Regions from separate parts of the Anas platyrhynchos genome. Here region 1 is linked to region 2. Evidence: chromatin contacts called from public Hi-C data. All regions are on one chromosome and are shown on one strand. The core of a region is the stretch at or near the end of the contact, and the rest is flanking DNA. Distances in the headings are between cores, read along the strand shown. Region 1 has its middle 13 kb from the start of SPRTN. Region 2 has its middle 15 kb from the start of DISC1.

Evidence for each region. A called contact is a pair of places that touch in the nucleus more often than the background predicts.
Region 1: a Hi-C map of subcutaneous adipose tissue shows a contact between it and region 2, with 5 times the contacts expected there. The contact joins two enhancer-like sites. A contact is called at or near these places in 6 of 8 Hi-C or Micro-C datasets (F1 follicle, F5 follicle, liver and 2 more).

Annotation. Positions count from the first base shown.
Region 1 is chr3:44,336,036-44,339,491 of IASCAAS_PekinDuck_T2T, forward strand. No RefSeq gene overlaps it. Among named protein-coding and RNA genes, the nearest start is that of SPRTN, 13 kb to the right of the region's middle. Within about 2 kb of position 1,561, at least 4 of the 8 cell types and tissues checked have an H3K27ac peak or open chromatin away from gene starts, as enhancers often do.
Region 2 is chr3:44,246,163-44,249,650 of IASCAAS_PekinDuck_T2T, forward strand. No RefSeq gene overlaps it. Among named protein-coding and RNA genes, the nearest start is that of DISC1, 15 kb to the left of the region's middle. Within about 2 kb of position 1,834, at least 1 of the 8 cell types and tissues checked has an H3K27ac peak or open chromatin away from gene starts, as enhancers often do.

The DNA of each region.
Region 1 (3,456 bases), core at 311-2,810, 90 kb after region 2:
CTTGGACTGGCGCACGCTTCGTTGGGTTAGAAACTGGCTGGATAGCCGGGCCCAGAGAGTTGTGGTAAATGGAGCCAAGTCCAGTTGGAGGCCAGTCACTAGTGGCGTCCCCCAGGGCTCGGTGCTGGGGCCGGTCCTCTTTAACATCTTCATCAATGATCTGGATGAGGGCATTGAGTGCACCCTCAGTAAGTTTGCAGATGACACCAAGCTAGGTGCGTGTGTCGATCTGCTGGAGGGTAGGAAGGCTCTGCAGGAGGATCTGGATAGGCTGCACCGATGGGCTGAGGTCAACTGTATGAAGTTTAACAAGGCCAAGTGCCGGGTCCTGCACCTGGGGCGCAATAACCCCAAGAAGAGCTACAGGCTGGGAGAGGAATGGCTGGAGAGCTGCCAGGCAGAGAAGGACCTGGGAGTGATGGTGGACAGTCGGCTGAATATGAGCCAGCAGTGTGCTCAGGTGGCCAAGAAGGCCAACGGCATCCTGGCTTGTATCAGAAACACTGTGACCAGCAGGGCTAGGGAGGTGATCGTCCCCCTGTACTCGGCTCTGGTGAGGCCGCACCTCGAGTACTGTGTTCAGTTCTGGGCCCCTCGCTACAAGAAGGACATCGAGGTGCTTGAGCGGGTCCAGAGAAGGGCGACGAAGCTGGTGAGGGGCCTGGAGAGCAAGTCCTATGAGGAGCGGCTGAAGGAGCTGGGCTTGTTCAGCCTAGAGAAAAGGAGGCTCAGGGGTGACCTTATCACTCTGTATAAGTATATTAAAGGAGGCTCTAGCGAGATGGGGGTTGGCCTGTTCTCCCATGTGCCTGGTGACAGGACGAGGGGGAATGGGCTAAAGTTGCGCCAGGGGAGTTTTAGGTTAGATGTTAGGAAGAATTTCTTTACTGAAAGGGTTGTTAGACATTGGAACAGGCTGCCCAGGGAGGTGGTTGAGTCACCATCCCTGGAAGTCTTCAAAAGACGTTTAGATGTAGAACTTAGGGATATGGTTTAGTGGGGACTGTTAGTGTTAGGTCAGAGGTTGGACTCGATGATCTTGAGGTCTCTTCCAACCTAGAGATTCTGTGATTCTGTGATTCTGTGATTTTAAAGCACAAGCAAGAACTGTAGTAGTAGCTTAACTCTCTTTGGACCTGAAGTTTTGTTCTATGTAGAACTCTAAAGGGATGTAGGTAACAATTTCTAAACTTCTTACGTTAATTTTTTTTCCTCATGCACTGTGAGAATATATATATTTTTTCTTTTTAAAGCTTTATTTTAAATAGCACGAGTAGGAAGCAACTTTACGTAGCTAAGAGCCACAATTTTGTATGAAATAATCTGCAAGGGAGTGTATTTACAGTAAAAATTAGGCTTCTACAAAACCAAGAGAGCACATAGTGCTCATTTTTTTTTCTGTTTGGCTCTTTTTTTTTTTTCTTTTTTTTTTTTTTTTTGCGTGATAATTTTCACTTATGACTCAGCAAACCTGCCCGCATTAGCTGCTATCTGTAGGGCACGTAGCAGGAATGCAGGAACACGTCGGGAACCTCAGAGCGAGCCGGAGCGAAGCAACAGCGAGCAGCGGGGTCCCCCTAGTGCTGCCACCGGCACGAGTTTGGGCTGGGAGGCTTTTGTTGTTGCAAGCTCTTCTTTAGGTCCTTGTGAGGCTGCTTCACCTTGATGTCACCTGCAGCCTTACATCCACTGCGGCTGGGGATGAAGGAGCAGGGAGCAGAGGAGGCAGTGGTTGCACCTCCAGCACTAACAGGAGGCTTGAAAGTTTGTTCCAGCATCCTTGGGCAAGAGTGCATGGAGAACAGCAGCTCTACCCAGCGTGCCCGGTGCCATTTCTGCCCGTGCACCTGCCTGGGGGGCCCTGCACGCTTTTGGATCCTTGTCTTTGTCCAAGGAGAGCCCTGGTTTCCAGGCGGCGTTGAGTCCCGAAGCATTGTCCCAAGCACTGTCAGCTGACCTGCAGGCGTTTCCACTCTACCCTCATGTGGGCAGTGGATTGAATCATAAAATACTTGGCTGAGGGAAATATTTGAGGTTGCTGGGTGATTCCAGGAGGTCAAGTGGTAGCTAAGCCCTTGAACGAGGAGAACACAAAATGCCTAGAGAAGAGCCCGTGACAAGTCCCAGCCAGGAGCATTGCCTCCGGCTGCTGCTGCTCCCCACGTCCCTGCTGTTGGACACCCAGGAGCCATTTGACATGAAGCTTGGGTAGGGACCGACTCCAGGAGACTGGAAACTGGTGCAGGATCCACAAGCAGAGCGTCTAGCTGCAAATCTGAAAATGACACTTCAACACAGAAACAAGTGCCTGTGCCCACATGTCCCAGCGTGGGCTGGGCTCGACACATCATACAACAACCCAGTGCTGGGGATGCTTGCCCAACAGCAGAGACTTCGGCTCCCTCTGCCCTTTCTGAAGAAGTTAATGCCCATTTCTCTCGGTTTCTGCTCCAGGGTGGGCACAGACTGACCGTGACCCTACAAATGGTTCAGTGCCTGCACTGCTAGCAGTGCAAAGCCTTACTTTTAGTGGGGGAGAGCTCAGCTACAGCAGAGTCCTGAGGGACTTCTGTTGATTCCCTGAGGAAATTCAACATTTCTAGAGCATGTAAAGGAATGAGGAGGAAGTCTGGATTAAGGCCATTGTAGGCATCTTCCTCCAACCTCAGGTGTCCTCGTTGTTTCTGGAGAATGCTGGCATCCAAAATGCCTTGCAAAAAGCTCCAATGCCATTACTTACTACCTGGGACATGTGTCTGCTTTGACAAAACTGCATTTCAAGAAGCAAGTGCCTGCACAAACGTTAGCAGTAAAACCTCTTGGGTGGTGTCCTCTTAACTCTGCGAAATTGCCGGGGAAATGCTGCCAGATAGCTTGAATAGTCTTTTGGGGATTTGCAGGGCCTGAAGGCCCTCCCACTTCCTGCCATCAGATGCTTTTCCTGCCTCCTAAATCTCCTCTAGGTACATTCCAAGTTGGTTACATCTAAGCTTTAATTCACGTCATCTGAAGCACCGATAATCCTGGCTCCCCCTCCACGGCTCACTGAAGAAGCAACAATTAAAAATTTGCCTTTCCAGCCAGGCTGTGAGGAGCAGTGACGCAGCTGCCCACTCCTTTGCCAGGCTTGGCAGGGCACAGCTTCCTTTCACCTTTTTTTCCTGCGTGTCATGCCGTGCCCGGCTCCTCCTGAGGTCTCTGATGCTCAGGCTGGAGTTTTGTCCTTCCTGGATGTGGCCAGGGTGGGGGCGGTGAGGAGAGCTGCCTGTGCTGAACCTTGCAGTCAGAGGAAAAAAGCAGCAAAACAAAAGCAGCAGCTGGAAAAAAGCCGATGGCTGGAGATGGTGTGAGCACTGCTAGGCTGTTCCACTGTGAGGGCAAGATGGATCTCAACTGCATTCAGCTGTGATTTCCGTCCATCCTGAAGTGCTCATGGGGTTGTAAAACAGAATATCA
Region 2 (3,488 bases), core at 584-3,083:
CCACTATGGTGTGTGCCGGGTCTCTCCTGGTGGCCAGGGACATCCCTGAGGAGCACAGGGCAAGATATAGCTGCTGGGCCATGCCAGGACGTTGAGGAGCTCCCACTCACCTGTACCATCAGCAGGCAGAGACCCAGGGCTGGAGCAACCAGCCCCAGCCCCGTTCATCCACAGGGTGCAGCACAGCTCCTGCTTCCATGCTACAGACACCGAGTCTCGTGGTTGTGAAGCCACTTGTGTTACCCAAGGGGTTTCTGTGGCAAACACGGTCACCGTAGGCAAGTAAACAGCTGCATTCACACATGCAGAAGCGTTTGATTTTGTACCAGAAGTTCAGCAGCTAAAAGAGACTTGCATTTTGTTATATGGGTAGCGTGATTATAATACATATTAAGGAATTAGGACTCGAGTTTATGAATCCTTATTAGCACCGGTACTCCTTAATGTACTACTTCAAATAAAAGTATTGTATAATTCACAAGTCTGCAAGTACCTGTCTAGTCAAACTTTCTCATGGATTTCCATTAATACCATACACACATGCTGGGATACAAAATAATTTTGGGAATACCAGAGAACAGCATGTTTTCCACATAGCAGAAGGAGCTGAATATAATTTATCACGATCAGAGACCTACCTGAGCCTAAAAATGAATCTTGCACTGCACCACTAATTGTGTTTATAAGAACTTAAAGAGAAAACAAAAAATAATTTGTAATTAAAAAAAAAAAAACCTTTCAGTTATTTCTAGTGCTAGACACTAGGTGGCAGAGCAAATATATGTTCTCTAATAATTCACAAACACATCCTTCCAGTAACAAGGCAGGACCAGATAAACTAAATTAAGTATATATTTAAAATAATCTGAAATCTTGCAGCTGGTCTACTTTTCCTGACCAGTTCCTGTAGAGCACAGGCCCTGCTAAGACTGGGTTTAAACCTTTTATGCTACTTACCATGAGCGTTACCTTCAATTTAGTGATTTAGTCACAAACTCATGTCTCTCTGCACAAAAGCCCACAGCTCCCCCTTTCCTATACAATCCATTTTTAAAGTAGGGCTCAGGAAAACTCTAACTCATAATTTAACAGATGACAGAAGTTTTATACACAGATGTGGACCTCAAATGTGCCCAAGTGGTTTAGGAACATCGGTGTAACTGCTGATCAGTAGGACGAGCTGCACAGGTAGATGTGATTAAGAAACGAGACTGTAAATTGTTCATTCATTGTTTCTTTGCTCCTGCAAAGCCATGTTTCTTCCAGAGGAAGAGCATACCTGTCTAAGTAGCTAAGAAACTAAGAGTCACTGTGGGTAAATGCTGAGGTGAAAATGCTGGAAAAAAAGGTCTGGAAGAACGAAGCGGGGATGCTTTGCACCACGAGATGTCAGCAGGCACCCAAGGCCCAGAGCCCGGCCCCAGCCATGGCTTTGCCCTTGTGCTGCAGGGAGCAGGAGGCAAGGTGCCGGGCTGGGGGCCTGGAGGTGCAGGGGCAACTTGATAAGCAAGGGAACTGCTAGGAAAAGAGGTTCCACCAAGAAAATAACGCACGAGAGGAGTTTGTTAAAGCTGGTTGGAAGTTCAGCCTGAGTGCTTGTGACGCAGCTGTCTGCCTGCGGGATGCTGTGCGTGCTTTGCACATGCCAGAACCGCACGTAAGCAACCTTTGCATTTCAGTCCCATAAAAGGGGACTGAAAAAAGAGCTGCTCCTTGTGCTGGCTGGTTCCAGAGTGCAGCACGAGCTCGGATTAGCAGCGGTGAGAGATGGGATGGAAGCTGAAAGAGATGAACCTAATTCCAGGCTCCCAACCAGTTTGCTGTATGGCCTTACACTGCCTCATCTTACTCATTTGTCCTCACAGTTTTGGCATCTCCTGTCTGTCATCTTCCCCTTTAGGCGTGAGGTATGCAAAGCAAGACCACCAGCTTTGAGGAGAGAACCCCCCACACCCCTCAACACTTCTAAATCTGTCAGTGCTTAACAGCATTCCTGTGACACTGAAACACCAAGGGCTGTCTACGCATCTGGTCCTGTCCCCAGGCATGCAGAACTTCATTTCAACAAAACCTAGGCTATTTCCAGATCCACTTATGCATGGTCAGTTTTGTCAGCTATTTTTTCCTAAAGCCATGACAGGAGAGGACCTTGAGAAAAACTAAATGGAAGTGGTAGGACCCTTCTGGAGCAGGATCTGATGATGGGCTCAGGAGGTCACCCGGCATGATGTGGCAGCGGAGGAGCAGAGCCTACACAACAACAGCCCCTTTCTTTGGGAGGAGTAAACATCTGAATGAAAACAACAGTAGGATAAACGTGGATGAACCCACTTGTCACTGGCCTACAACATCCAGCGGGGGGGCTGGGAGCTCAGGAGGTGGCAGGAGGAACACCAGAGCCAGCTGCAGGCCTGAGGGAGGAGCCATGAGAGGAGCCATCACTGCGCCTCTGGCCTCCTCTCAGGGAGGCACCGACTGGCTCCAGAAGAAGTCATAGAAGAAGAAGCCTCTTCTGCTACACCCTGCCAGCAGCCCTTTCCAAGGGATAATGAGTCAGGCAAAGGGAGGAAGAATTGGTAGGAAATTATACCCCTCAAAGACAACCTTCCTCAGAACTGGAGAAGAAGCTTCTTTCATGTTTGTAGACAATTTACCCTGGCTTGTGATGGTTGCAGACCTCAAAAGAACTAAGGCTTGCTCACCTGCAAAGGCAGCATGAGATCTGCCCGCCCACCCATCCATCCTCACGCACGGTGCCATGGCTGCTGTAGGACATACACTCCAGGCCTTCTGACAGCAAGTACCAGACCTGTCTTCCCCTCCCAGGCAGAGCTGTTTTCAGATTTGGAGGTGCAAGTAGACCAACCCACCTAAGAAACCACCAGCTTCCTCTTCCTGCATGGAGATGGTTTACCTCACGATGCCAGACAGACATGGGAAGGACCAAACCATGCGATGGACATGGGCAGTGGCTCAACAGAACCGTACAGCCTAAGAAGGATAAGTAAAGACAGGAAAGAAACAGATAGGGTTGAAGAACCAACAACATCAAAATGGACACGTAAACAGCATACAAGGGGGATACAGTGGTCAGCGTAAGCATTCCTTTATGGTACAGGAGATACCTAACCTTGGTTCCAAGAGTTGCAGCTGCTGGCAGTTCACACGTCAAGGATTGTGCCTACTGATACAGGAGCGGAGGTAACACGCGTGGGAAATGGCGTGGTGTGGGAACGAAGAGCTTGTGGTTGACTTGTGGCAGCACAGCTGGGAACCTGCAATCCCTGCTCAGTGCAGGACCTGTTGGTTCTCAGCAGCTCCAAAAAAACAAGTTCCCCTTATTTATTACCTGAGAAGATAGATGCTTTGGGGACCTTGCGGTCATTTAAAATTCGGTTCCTATGGTCTACTCTAAGCCTCTTTTATAGCCGAGTCACTCAGTTTCAAAGCGTTGTTTCCAAATTCTCGCAGGGCTGTCTTCCTGTCCC